2 separate regions of the Columba livia genome follow, and region 1 is linked to region 2. A link is a contact called in public Hi-C data. All regions are on one chromosome and are shown on one strand. The core of a region is the stretch at or near the end of the contact, and the rest is flanking DNA. Distances in the headings are between cores, read along the strand shown. Region 1 overlaps BCL2 (BCL2 apoptosis regulator). Region 2 holds the start of BCL2 (BCL2 apoptosis regulator).

Region 1 (7,251 bases), core at 872-3,371, 89 kb before region 2:
GCCATACAACTCCACGAAGGCATCCTAGAAAGGGAAATAATGGAATATCAGACTTGCAGTAACTGTTTCAGAGAGGGAGGGCAGCTTCTTCACACTCAATGGTCATCCAGCAATCATGCAGCACAAAAAGAAACTCCACACAAACCTATTAAAATAGTGATTTGGGAGATATGTTCTTGTGCAGTGCTTAGCACAAAGTTCTCCTGCTTACTTCTTTGCACATATTGCCGTAATTACTTACAGTCGTGACTTCTGCTTCAGGCATGCCCAGCCTAACAGAAAATATAGGAGCAGCATTTTTAAATATGAGCACCACCATTTTGCCTCCTGAATGCTATATATACAAGCATACATGAAAGAGGTAAATGTACCTTCATTCTCCAAACCTTTAATTTCCACTGTACATGGGGGAACTATATTGTTGGTTGGCTTCACTAAGACAGTATTTATTTGGTTCTCTTGGGATGGGTTTGGAAGACCACGTGTAGTAGCCACAGATGTTTCTTACATATGAACCAAAGCTGTTGGGGTTGTGTTACACCTTTGATGGTCTTTTGCAACTGTCGCTGAACGGGTGACACCGTGGTCCTTTGCTCCTGTAATCATGCCTTGGATGGGGCAGTGGTCTGGCTGTAGGGTCTGTCAGGCCAGCCAGTTGATCTGACAGAAGAGTCACCCAGCGCTGCCTAAAAAAGAGCTGGCTTTCCAGGGGATGGTCTTGTCAGTCTGACTTGCCCTCCAGCCTCCAGCCAAGACATTTGGCTCAAGGAAGAGAGGAGAAGCACAGAGTGATGCCACTACTCCTGGCCACCCACAAGCCACCAGGGTAAGTCCCCTCCCTCAGCCCAGCCCAGCCCAAACCACCCTGGCTTTCTCCTTCGAGCTGCATTCCTCCATGTACTGAGAGCTGTATTGTAGAGCTGCTCTGGAAAAGTCTGGAGGTGTGTGTAGGCACCAAATGGAAAGACTGTGTAAGTAGCAAAGTTTTTGTGACTAAAAATACGGTGGGATTTGACTGGACTAGTGATCAGGTTGGTGATACTCGGTGCATAATGCCTTTCTTTCAAGCTGCAGTTCCTAACAAACTTGAAGTTTCAGAGCATTCCTGAGAGATAAATCATACCCTATGGCATAAAGCAGTAAATAACAAAGCTGAATGCCTTTAAAAACATGACAAAAATGTGACAAAACATCATTTAGGACAACTCTTTTACTGTGCAGCCAATGGAGGCCTGCTCCAAAACTACTGAGATAAACCCATGAAATAGCTATCCAACCTGGGGGGTTCTATCTCTACCTCTCTTATTCTAGGCTTCTCTTTTTTTTGTATAAGTAAACATTCTCTATTTATGTTATAGTGTCTTTAGCTGTTTTGTAATGTTACTATGCTAGGAGGTAACCTGGCTTCTAAAAATGTATGTATGTCATGGATTACAGAAAGAATTAAGTAGAGAAAGGTCTCCTCTATTACATAAATCTTCCAGCCAAGCTAATTTTCCATAAATTATGTATTTAAATGAGCCACCATCATTAGTCATCTGTAGTTGTCAAAATAAGAGCGTTTGTGGTTTTACCACGAGAGGGCGTGTAAGGTTTTATAATATTTTGCCATTTTGACTCCTGTTCACTGGACACTGAGGGAGACTCAAATAAATAATAGATATTTACTTCCAAAATATGTCATTGCATTAAGTAATATTGTTGCATGTTGTAGGTAAGAGCAAATGTGTCAGTAACAGGATAGCTATGGGCTTGGGCCAACAGATTGACCTGAAAATACATCCTCCTCCTGCTGTTTCTCAATGCTTGTTCCTCCAGGCAATCGTTCTCAAACTTGTGTTTCCAAAGGTTTATTATTAAGTGAAAGCAGCTTAACCTTTTTGGGGAATGTCTTAATGCAAACTCTTCATTCCGGAGAAAATTTGGCAAGTTTTGCTTAGCTGCCTGGTTTCTGACATTTGCAAACTCTGACCTTAATATTCTCCTGTGCTGTTGCAGAGCTGAAAAAGCACACTCAGTTTGCTGTGCAGCAGTTTGGAAAGCTGCTTTTATTTCTCCTTAAGGCTATGAAGTAACACAATATCCTAAAATGTTACAGACTGGGCTAAATCCTGTTGTCGCCAGTGCAGGCTCGCTGACTTCCACGGGAGCTTTGTCTGTGTGGGGAGTTCAAGATCAGGCCTTATAAAAATACAACAAGGGTAAAGTTGTTATGGGTGGAAAAGAGAGGAAATGAAAAAAAACAAAAAAAACCAAACCAAAACACACATGGAAATGCAAGTCATGTGAAAACACTTTAGCATTAATATTTCCATCGTTTCGTTCTGCAGGGAAGGTCTCACTTCTGTATATTCATGACAGCCGATGCATACATGGTATCAATACAAAAATGGTCATATTTTGTGCCTTCCTTCTATCCCAGTTTAGGAACATTCCTCCCAGTTTGTCAGGGAGGCTGTTTCTAATGATTCAGTAGAGCTCCAGGTATTGGGTATGAAAATGGGTTACAGTAAAACTTGAAGACAAAGCAAAAATATGGCATAACCTATGGCTCAAAAGAGGAATGTTAACAAAAAATGTGCAGCATGCAGTACTTTTTTGTCTGAGATTATTACAACAATAACATGAACCCAACCTAATGGTGTCTGCACTATATATTACAAGTAGCTCTTTATGATCGTTCCCCCTCCCCTTCTCAAACATCCTGATTAGGCCTATTTCCGAAGCTTGTTTGAACAGCCTGTCACTATTTGTTTAAGTTTCAAACCTGTTTTAAATAAACACATGTCCATTTTATGTACTAAAACAAGGAGGGGGGGGAGGGAAGTATGACCCGTTGCTGAAAACTATTTTAGCACAAAGAGAACCCTAAACAGAATCTCAGTTGTTTCATAAGGTTTGTCTCCATCTGTAAACCCATGTATTCGTCACTGGATTTTTGTCACCTAAAGTGGTCTGTTTAAAATGAGAGAATCTCTGTTAAAACAAATAAAATGAGGGAAAATGGCTTGAAACACTTGATGTTCTCTGAAAAGCACTCTTTATAATAAAAGCAAGGGTCCTCTTGGCACATAGACTGAGGAAAATTCTGGCTTGGTCAACCTCTCTGGAAGTCTTACACAATTGGAAAGAAAATGGTTGCAGGTCTTGCTTTTAAGACGTACCTATTTAACATTTAATGGAAAGTTATATCCTGGATGTAAAATTATATCAGAGCAGTTCAAAATTATACGGAAAAGAACTCTTCATTCAGCTCTGTACCTTTCAAAAAAGTAATTCCTTAAGAAGCTTTTATTAAGTCAAATCGGTCCATTGCTGGTTTACTATGCATCTTTACGTTCCCTGTTTCTGTGAGGCACGAAAGGTGGCAGTGACGAAGGGAAAGATGCTCTGCCTAAGCTCCTTTTAGCACCAAAGCACCCGAGGTGCCTGCCTCACTGACCTGGGCTTGATTGGAAAGCCAGGAAAATTGCCCCAGGGGGACTCCTCGCTGCCCTCTTGCCTGTTGAACTCCACGCAGGGAAGACACACCATGTTCCTGGCCGCGGTTCATGGGATTTACAGGGAGCCCAGGGCAAAAGTGGAGCTTGTCACCCTCGGAGGATTAGGAGGGGTAACAGCACAGTGAGTCAGGGCAGTTTCAAAACAAAGCATCCAGATCACACTACCCCGGCTCTTCCGCTGGCCCAAATTCGGCAGCTCTGATCCAAGAAGCAAATGTCATCTTTAATTACACAGGCGTTCTTTGCTTGCGGATCGAGCCGCGTTTGTTCCGTCTCGGTCCTTTTGCAGCTCAGCCTTCGCCCCTGCTCGAGAGGCAAGGCGCAGCTTCTCGGCCGCAGAGAAGCACATACTTCCCATAGGCTGAGCCCAGCGAAGCGTTACGGATCTGATGGCTCCTAACTGAAAATACAGAGGGAAAAGGCAGTTTCAGCCTGGCATTTCTGACTGAGGGGCTGGTGGGGAGAGCAAACACGAGGAAGTAAAGACTTCCTTTTTCTACCTGAATCAAACAGCTGGTGAGGAAGTGACTTTATTTCCCTCGTTATCATTGGGTTGGCAGGATATCCTCTTGAGCCACACTGTATTGAATGAAGAGCTGGTGAGACTTCCATTTTACTGAGGGGGAATTGCCTTGCGGCTATTTTACGCTGCCCTCTCCGTGACTCCAAAACAAACAAACACACACCAGCTCTTGGCTTTTGAAGAAACTTCTACAGGTCTGGACAAGGCAGCTTTGCCACCCGGTGCAGGGCAGGAGGGGAATGGCATAAGCTCTGATTCCAAGGTTTAGCAGCTGAATGACTTTTCCCTCACCCCTGCCTCCATACAAATGACATAAATTCTCATAAAAGCTTTTGTTCCCGAATGGTAACTCATTTCGGAAAGAGTTTGGGGAAGGAGGGAGGAGAAAGAGCTGGTTAAATCATCCCATGTTTTCTATGCAGTGAAACCTCATTAAAATGTCATCTTGAAGCTAACGAGAAAAGTTCTTGGAACATAAAAAATAGGCAAATCTGTAGCTGTTCTTTTCCCAAAGAGTTTATGGGTCTTTTATGCAAGCCTAAAAGTCGTGAGTGCATGCAAATAAGGACAGCTCAGACCTTGACTGTGCTGTGCTGAGGTGTGGTGTTTCATGAGGTCGGTATCTTTAGAGAGGCCGCTATCTTTTTACTCCTGGGAGTGCCAACATGCTGGCAGTCCAGCCAGGTGCACGTTATCAAATTATACTGGAAAGGAAAAGAAGGTGTCACTACACAAGCCCTGCTGACTGTGGGCAGAGAACCTGCCTGGGAGCGGCTATGGCACGTGCACCCCTGACCAAATCCACAGCCAGCTTCTTCTTTTCCTCCCCTCACCTGTGCCTGTGATAGAAATGGGTCTGTTTTGAATTCCTTGTTTCCACGATGCTCAGCGTAGTGTTAGGTCTGCAGCTGACGTGGTAGTTGCTGGCTGTATACCCTTTTGTTTGTCCAGTGATATTCCAGGTTTCTGACTACGGACAAAACTGGTTGTCATCACAGTGGTCTTGACTAACTTCTTTGTTCCTTGTCCTTGCTATCTATCATCTGCATAGATTCTTACATCAGTGAGCCTGTGATCTTGGGGGCATATCTTGCAGGTCCTAGTCTGGCCAGGCTCTCACTGAAGTCTGTGTGAATTGAAATTAGTGGAAATATTATTTGCATAAGGCTGACTAAACATGGCACTCAGATGGAGACATCTAAGGAGCAAGGGCTAATTGTGGTTAGGTTTGTTCATCAAAACTGATGCATGTGCTTAGAAATACATAAACGTGCGTGGTTATAATATTGGGGATGACTGTTCCTCCTGTCCACGCTTCCCGCCAGTGACCCTGCTGGCATGCAGATTTCCTCCAGAGCCCTGCAAGATGAAGGACAAATCCAGGCTCTGGGGAACGGCGAAGCCATCTCTTTAAACACAGGATTTGTAACGCATTGATCATTCAGCTTGCATGGAAACCCATGCCATGTTCAGACTAGGCTGCATTCTTGTTAAACCAAGTCAGCATGAGAAATGTTTAAGTAATTTAGTCCTGGCGTCTCTACATAATTCAGTTAGACGTGGCTCTGCGATATGCAAAAGCCCAGACCTAGTGGAGGCTGCCTTGTTTTCTTATTCCTGGAAAGGCCCACACTAAAATGAGGTATTTCTGGCATCAGCGTAACAGCTGTAATGGCACTACAGCAGCTAACTAGTCGTATTTAATGGCTGCCACTTTTGAGGGAACAATATTAGCAGTAATGAGAGAAAGAAGGCAAGAAGGCCTTCTCAACAAAATCCTCCATGTTCAAACAACATAGTCAAAGCTTCTCTACTCAGTCCTTTGCAGTTTTCTTTTCAGATCTTTTGTGGGTTGATAATCCTATTCAACTAATTTGCTGTTTGTTTGCAGTCTTAGTTTTATTTTCTCAAGGTACCCTACTTGGGCAGAGTGCAAGAAGCTGTGTAACTCGTACCTAGAAAACAAATGTGTCCTTGCACATATTTTCATGAATCTCAATTGCACTGAGAACTGTTCAGTTTGAGGCCACCTTCTTCTCCATCTACTCAAATTTATCAAACCCATTCTAAAGAGTTTACATTCATATACAACAGTAAACTTATCAAACACCCATTTATGGATTTATGGATCACTTTGGAGGAGAGACTAAGTGTCATAGAGTTGTTAGGGGACTAATCCCAAAACATTGCTCTTAAACCTGCACCCTCTGAAAAGAAGCTAGATGCATTAGGACCCCATAAAATCTTCAGAATGACTTCAGAATGAGAATAATGACAAAACATGTCTGAATGACAATGCAGGCCTGTTTCTCTTAAAATCTTGTCTAGATTTTCCATCTTGCTTGTATCTTACTTTCAGTATGAGAGCCCTTACACTGGAAATAGCCTACCTAATTTAAAAGCCCCAGTTTGAAGACCTGGCTGCAGGGGGTATGTTGGTAGTAGAAGGAAATGTGAACACATCCCCCATCATGTTCCCTGCCTGCTCCAGCTGCCCATGCCGCTCTCGGGCCACCACAAAAGAGTTAAATCACGTAACCACCTGAGAAATGGGAACCGAAAGCAGCTGCTTGTAGAAACGCTCAAAGTGCTGTGGCACAACGTTTGTCATCAAGGCCACGGAGGGTTTAATTTAACAAACCCGTCCAGCTGTGCCAGGCTCGAGGCACAGGTATGAGCAGAGGTAGAGAGGGGAAAGCAAGAGAGTAAGGCTGTGAGCCTGGTGAGGAGGGCTTGTCTGGGGGCAGCCTCGGCCAGCAAAGGCAGAGCGTGCATGTGAATGCGAACGGGAGGGTGAGACTGGACCAGCCTGAGCAGGTTATCCCGTCAGCTGAACCACGAGGGACCAGTCATGCATTTTTCTGCTTCTTGTTTTAACATCCCTCAGGGAAACACTCCATCCTGTGTTTGTTGTCTCAACACCCAGTTTTGATCCAAGTCCCTCTGGCTTGACTGACTCGTGCTCGGCATTGAGCAAGAGTAACACTGAGCTGGAGCATTGGCCTTGGCTCTCCTTGGCAACAGGTCATGCAGAGCCATCGGCACCTTCTGCAAAAGTGCCACCAGCTCCTCACATGACTTGAAGCAGGCTCTCAGTTTTTTCAACTGATTTACAAGGCCAATGTGACAACACAACTAACATCATGATAAAGTAACCTCACGATAAATCTGCAATTTAAGGAGTAAGTGCAAAAAAAAAAGCTTATACTGTAGACTTCAATGGAC
Region 2 (6,658 bases), core at 3,230-5,729:
TTGCAGAGATGAGCTGGGTCTCCCCTTATTTCTTTTGTAATGCAATTAAGATGTTATCAGGGCAAAGTACAATATTGTGGTAACCTGGCCTGTGTGAAAATCTTTGAAAGCTGCATTTATTTGCCACCAGAACCACAAGCTAATAATACAGTCTCTGTGCAGGCAGGCCTCATCTGTTGCTTTTTCTGAGTTTCAGACAAACCCATGACACTGTGTATTGTAAGGGTATTAACAATCCCAGACACGATTAACAGCGATGTTCAGTGCCTAAAATTTATACTCCACCAGCTACATCCCCTTTGAATCTGCCTTCCTTCATTTTAGTTCCATTACAAAGAATTCATGTCCTGAAAATACATTATCAATTATAGAACTGATATAAACCAAAGAGATAAATAGGAAAAGACATGTCAACTCACTTCAGACCTGAGTGTAAGACCTAGGCCCATACAACAGACTCAAAGCGCCTGCTGTTCAACTTACTCGCTGTGTAACATACTCTTATGACTAAATCCAGTGCTCTCTTCTCTACTGCTACAAAGCCTCTAATAAACTTATCACTCCACAACATACCGTGGAGCTACAACACAGAGGAGGAGAAGGCTACAACAGCCAGCAATCCTGCTTGTTGCAGCAGCCTGCTTGATGAGGAGAACTTGCATGTAGTTGTGCTGAGGTCCTACAAAGTGTCAGGACCCATAAGGTGATCAGCTACTTTGGAAGAAACATTTATGATGCTTTACTAAGGTTCATACACTGAGTACGGTGCAACTGCCAAGTTGAAGTTCAAGCGCATATATTAAAGCATCGTCTTCCACTGATGGATCCTGAAAGCTAGAAAAAGAAAACAAGAAAAATCTACCACCCCATACCATCCTTGATTTCTCTGTCTTAAGAGAGGATCCAAAGAGCTGTGTTTGTAACTTCATGTTAGCCTTTTGCTCTTTGTAACCAGCCAGAAGGTTTTGCCTGTGTTTAATAATCCCACAGCTCAAAGGTACCAGCCATTTACCAGACAGACAGGCAAAAGGTACTTTTGAGTAGTATCTGGCACATCGTCTTCCATGTGTACATTACAAATAACACGCAGCAGTAAATGGCATCACATGCATCCAAACTCTGGAGCTTTTGTTTATAGCAAACCTCAATAAACAACTAAACAGCTATCGATAAGAAGCATCTTTTCCTTTTAAAGGCGGTCAATGTTTATAGTCCGAGTTTCTTGTATTTCTAACCACTGAGAAACAGCTCCAGCACTTGCCTCATCTGGCCAGTCACACCTGGTAACACCTGTCTTTTCACATTCTAGGTTTTATTCATTACTCACGTTTCTCTTTACACAATACACCCGCAGGACAATACATCTCCAGCACGCTTACGGATTTGATCCAAAGCTCACTGGAGTCAACAGAATGACTTCACTGGCTCTGGAGCGAACCGAGGGCCCCATCTCCACAAACGGGCTTCCAGCCTGAGAAGGGACTTACGCACAAGTTAGGCATCCCAGCCCAGAAGTGCAATCGCAAAATCCCTAACTAACCCTTTAGCTGCTTGTCTTCTAACCAGCCAAGGTCTCCAAAAGCCTCAAGTGTTTGCAGATGTTGTTTTGTTTTGTTTTTCCACAGTTATCTGTTTCATTAAAAGAAAAAAACAACACACCGATAAACCCTCTGTAGTGATCCATGAAACAGGGGATAGGTCTCCCTCTCCCAAGGGTGGTCCCAACCACTAAGCACTGGAGTCATTTTGTGTGTGTGTGTGTGTGTCTGTGTGTATACATGTGTGTCTGTATATGTATGGATATTTGTATATACATATGCATATACGTATATAAACACACAGACACATGCACACACACACATTTTTTGCTCCCCCTTCTGGCCCCACGAATCTTGATTTTTTTTTCTTCCTGAGGGAAACAGAGGAAAGCAGGAGAACGATCCTGTCTCCAACAAGACTTGTAGCCAGGGACCTGCAGCAATCCTCTAGGAGGTGAACAACGTGGATTACTGCTGAGAAACAGACCCCAAAGCCTTGCTCTCTCTTTTACAGCAGCACGTAGATGTCCTCTGGATCCCTGGACACGTATACCCTTTAGCCAGGTGGGTTCAGCAGCAGGAAGGCAACATCTTCACTTTTTAACAGAGATAGACAATGCGGGTGTTAGGCACATTACTGAGCCTAACACTGAGTTAGCAAGAGACCAAATGCTGAGAACTTAATGTGTTAATGCTTCACAAACATGTGGCTTGCAAAAGATGTTAACTGAGAAACATATATTGTACTTCACATTTGTTTACACACGCCTCTTAAAGGTGTGCTGTGTAACTGAGCCAGCTCTCTGAGTGCATTTCACAGGGGACTGGACCCAAAATAGCTGGTCTCCTACCTAGCAGACCTCCATTTCCAGGTGACTTAAGCCAGCTCTCAGCCCACATGTAAAGTTTCTTCTTCAGTGTAACTCTTGCTGTTTGTTCCTCCAATGCATTAACATCATAAGCTTTACACGTGCCACAGGTTTGGTTTGCGGGAAAGCAGCTGAGAACACATTTTGTTACAGTATATCAATTAATACAGGAAAAAGGGGAAAGAGGTTCCCTTTCAATTTAAATGCAGTTATTTATTTTTTGAAAGAGAGAGGGACAAAAAGTAAAAGGCTTTTTGACCAGTGTAAAAGCTGACCATTTTCCACAAGTGGAAATCTTCCCTGTCTGGATGACACTGAAACCAGCCCTGACCAGAGATGATCGCTACCCCAAAAACACCCACTGGATCACAACAAATACTCATTTTCCAGAACACTCCCACAGGCACAGCTCCTGGCACCTTTGTTTCATCTTGAGACAAAGACAGATTTTTCACACTAGACACATCCTATACTGTAAAACCCCGTTGCCAACGCAGCTGTAAACACTGGTACTGATGGACACCTGCCCGTCCGTAGCACTGGGATCCCGTGTTTGTCATGTGCTCGCCTGGTGCGTCACCTCTAAAGGGCAGGGATGCCTACACACACACACATGCGCACACACACACACACACACATGGTCCCTTCTGTGACCTGCCTACACGGGCGCCGCTGCTGCCCCTTTCCAACCCACTGCAGGACCTTGCCTTGGCCAGGGCTGGTGCTGCCAGCAGGCAAGGGTGGACCAGGGTAGGAGAGTAGAGACTGCTGCTAAAGAGGGTGCCGTGCTCATCCTTCTCACTCCTGAGCTGTACCTGCTCCCCCCATCCCAAACCACTCCACTGTAATCCCACAATGAGGTGAAACTCAAAGCTGATGAAAGGCCTATGAGCTTTGACACACACACCAGTGCAGAGGCCTCCCAGTCAGAACTTTTGCTCCCCAGAACGCGAGTGCAACCCCCTTGAGGAACTGCCGACCCCAGAGCCCCACCGGCCATGAGCCAGAGCCAGGAGAGGGAACGAGCAATCAGGGGACGTACCCAGCCTCCGTTGTCCTGGATCCAGTTGTGCAGGTGCCGGTTCAGGTACTCAGTCATCCAGGCAGCGATGCTGTCCACAAGGGGAGACATCTCCCGGTTGACGCTCTCCACGCACATCACACCACCAAACTCGAAGAAGGCCACGATTCTGCCCCAGTTAACCCCATCTCGGAAGAGCTCCTCCACCACCGCCACGAAGCGGCCCCTGGCCGTGAAGGGCGTCAGGTGCAGCTGGCCAGACATTTGGGCAAAGTCCCTCTGGTAGCGACGGGAGAACTCGTCCCCTGCCTGGCGCAGGGTGAGGTGGACGACCTGGGGCACGGGGTGCAGCCCCTCGGCCGGGGGCGCATGGCTAGCAGCAGCCGAGCCGGGGGGCTCGGGGTGCGGAGACACCAGCCCAGTGTGATCAGAGGAAGTCCCAGCAGCAGCAGCAGCAGCAGGAGAGAGACCTGGAGGCAGGGGAGCCCTGTCCTCACCGGCAGCCCAGTCGTATCCCCTCTGCGAGAGTTTATAGTGGATGTACTTCAGCACTATCTCCCGGTTATCGTAGCCTCTTCTCCCCGGGTGAGCCATTATTCCCAAGAGGAAGCAGCAACAGGGAGAGAGGAAGAAGAGGAGTAGGATGAACCCAAAAAAGTAAAGCAGCCAATAATAATAAAATTAATAACACGAAAAATTATAATCCAGTTACTGTATCGGGCACGGTTTCATTCATGGTGGTGTGGGGGAGTTCTCAGGGTCTCGGAGGTACTTTTGTCTTCTCAGTGTTTCCTCCTCAGTTTGAGATGCACGGTATAAATAGGGATTAAAATGCTGTAAATACTTTACTTCCAGGTGCACATTTATTACTTATTATAAATTTACTTTAGGACCATTTCCTCCTCGGTGTTGAAATATATCTTAGAAAACATTATACCGATTCAAAATCAGGTGCATTTTCCCTTAGGTGCTGAACTACCACAGACATGAAGGAGCGGACGAACGCACACTGTAAAAACTGCAATTCAACACGATTTGCTAAAAAGCCTTGGATGAACGTTAATCCAACGCACTTTAAACTAGAAACCTCAACACTGTTGGGTTTTTTTTGTTTTTTTTTGGTTAAGTTACACAAACTAAATTTCCTCTGTAAAGTACTTACTTGGACTATAAATATGTTCCTCTGTCAAGTTTCCTCTAAAAAAAAAATAGCAACAACAAAACCCAAACATCACAAGTCTTCAGAAACGTTAAGTTCTGGCTGCTTTGATGCTTCAAGTCACCAAGGGGATGGGAAAGGGACAAAAAAAAAATCTCTCTACGATTTCAAATGTTTTTTCCCAGACTCCTGTTTAACAGACATCTCCAAAGATGTGTCAAAGCTCACTCAGAAAATCCCGCCTCGCAGCCCGGTAAGGCGAACAACCCCAAAGAGACGGAAAATCCTGGAGACCAGATGAACCACATTTGAATCCAAGCTCTCGCAGAAGTGTTCCGTTTTGCCCTCCAGTGCAACGTACAGACATATGCATTTACGTAGTTTCATTCAGACACCGATCGCAGGAGCCCGGTGCTGCCACACACATGCACGCACACACCAAAAAAAAAAAAAATTCTAGGTATTTAAGAAATTAATTCTTTTTCACAAGAAAGAGCGTAAAAAAATAATAAAAAAATATAAAGAAGGAAAATTGCTTTTGACTGTGGCTCCGGGGAGAAATGCCATTTCCCGAGCAGCTTTGTATCAGAGGAGGAAGAGCCCCCGGCGCTGCCGAGCAGGGGCGCGGACGGGACGTGTGTGCGGTGTGACCGGTGCCGATGGGGACCGCGGCCGCGGCGCCGCTGCCCGCCCGCCCGCCCGCCCGCGCAGCCCCGCGCACCCCGCCGGCTCCGGGCGGCTCCTCCGGGCGCTCCGCGCTGCTGCTGCCGGCGGCGGCGGCTCCGGGCGGCGGCTCCGAGCGGCGGCGGCGGGCGCGGGCGGGGAGCTCTCCCGGCGGTGGCGGTGGCGGGGGGAGCGGAGCGGAGCGGAGCGACGGGGGCGGGGAGAGGCAGGGAGGAGCGGAGCCCGAGGGGGAGGCTCCAGCCTCGGCCCCGCGCGGCGCAGCCGGCCGCGGTGGTTTCCTAGAGCTCCGCCTCACGCTTCATTCAAGCAAAGGGGGAAATGGGGAGGGGGGTGCTAAAAAAAAAGGCGGCGGGGGGAGGCGAGCAGCCCCGCGCAGCCCGGGCCCGCCCTCCATCGCGGCGCGGGCCTGGGGCCGGCGGCGGGGCGGCGGCGGGGCGGAGCGGCGCGGAGCGGCGCGGAGGGGCGGCACTCGGGGCCGCGGGTGGTGCTGGCGGCCGCCCGCCCTCCGCCGCCTCCGCCCGCGCCGAGGAAGCGGGCGGCGGAGGCGGCGAGCAGGCAGGCGGGCATGGAGGCGGCGCGGCGGGTGGCTGCGGGCTGCCGGCCCTCCGCGGGGGAGCGCGCCCCGCTCCGCGCCTCGGCCGCCCCGCTGGGCCTGCAGCGCCCCGCGCGGGGGGGATGCGGTGGCCGTAGCTGCGGGTTTATTTAAAAAAAAAAAAAAAAGCAATTTTTTAAAATGGCCTTTTTATAAAGAAAAAATGTCCCGAGGTGGGCGTACAGAGCCTTCATGCGGGGTGGCCTCTGCGCGGCCGCGGAGCCCGTGCGGGACCGGAGGCCGGGCCCGCGGGCCGCCTCTGCGAGTCCCCCTGTGGTGTGGGGTCCCGCACATCTGTGCTACCCCGTGGGTTTTCAGGTGTGCCCGTGGGACAGGTGGGGAGTTGGATTTTAGGACTTTTTGCAGAAATTGGACTCAAATTTGCCCCTGCGCCGGCCTGGAGATTTTTTTTTTTTTTTTTGGAGATTAGATTAATCTGGAGCTTAGCCAGAGAAGCAGAGTTAACCTTCAAAGTAGTTTAAATCCACAGCGGTGGAAAATAGTGGTGGCTTAACGGCGCTGCTAACCCAACAGGTGACATCAGGGCAGGGCTGAATGATGCTCGGACAGCCTCAGCTGAAATGGGGAGCCAGCCCAGCCCAAGTGAAACGGCAGCAGGAGATATTCGACACCTTTCTCTGCTTCCTATGAGAGAGGAAAGAGACGTTTGATAAATTCTGCCAATTTGTGTCGATGTGAAGGTGACTGGGATGATAATCTCTTACATACACTACCCAGAACCTAAAAGGGATAATATGCATAAAACTGTGAAGCTGGTTTTTTTTTTTTGGCAGG

The links. A called contact is a pair of places that touch in the nucleus more often than the background predicts.
Region 1: a Hi-C map of crop shows a contact between it and region 2, with 5 times the contacts expected there. The contact joins the enhancer-like site here to the promoter of BCL2 in region 2. A contact is called at or near these places in 2 of 2 Hi-C or Micro-C datasets (crop and liver).

Annotation. Positions count from the first base shown.
Region 1 is chr2:75,398,286-75,405,536 of bColLiv1.pat.W.v2, reverse strand. BCL2 (BCL2 apoptosis regulator) reads right to left here. Exons shown (of 2, transcript XM_005509733.4): 2 at 1-24. Among named protein-coding and RNA genes, the nearest start is that of BCL2, 88 kb to the right of the region's middle. Within about 2 kb of position 2,121, at least 3 of the 3 cell types and tissues checked have an H3K27ac peak away from gene starts, as active enhancers do.
Region 2 is chr2:75,312,169-75,318,826 of bColLiv1.pat.W.v2, reverse strand. It overlaps BCL2 (BCL2 apoptosis regulator), which reads right to left and starts at 4,479. Exons shown (of 2, transcript XM_005509733.4): 1 at 3,450-4,479. The coding sequence starts at 4,022.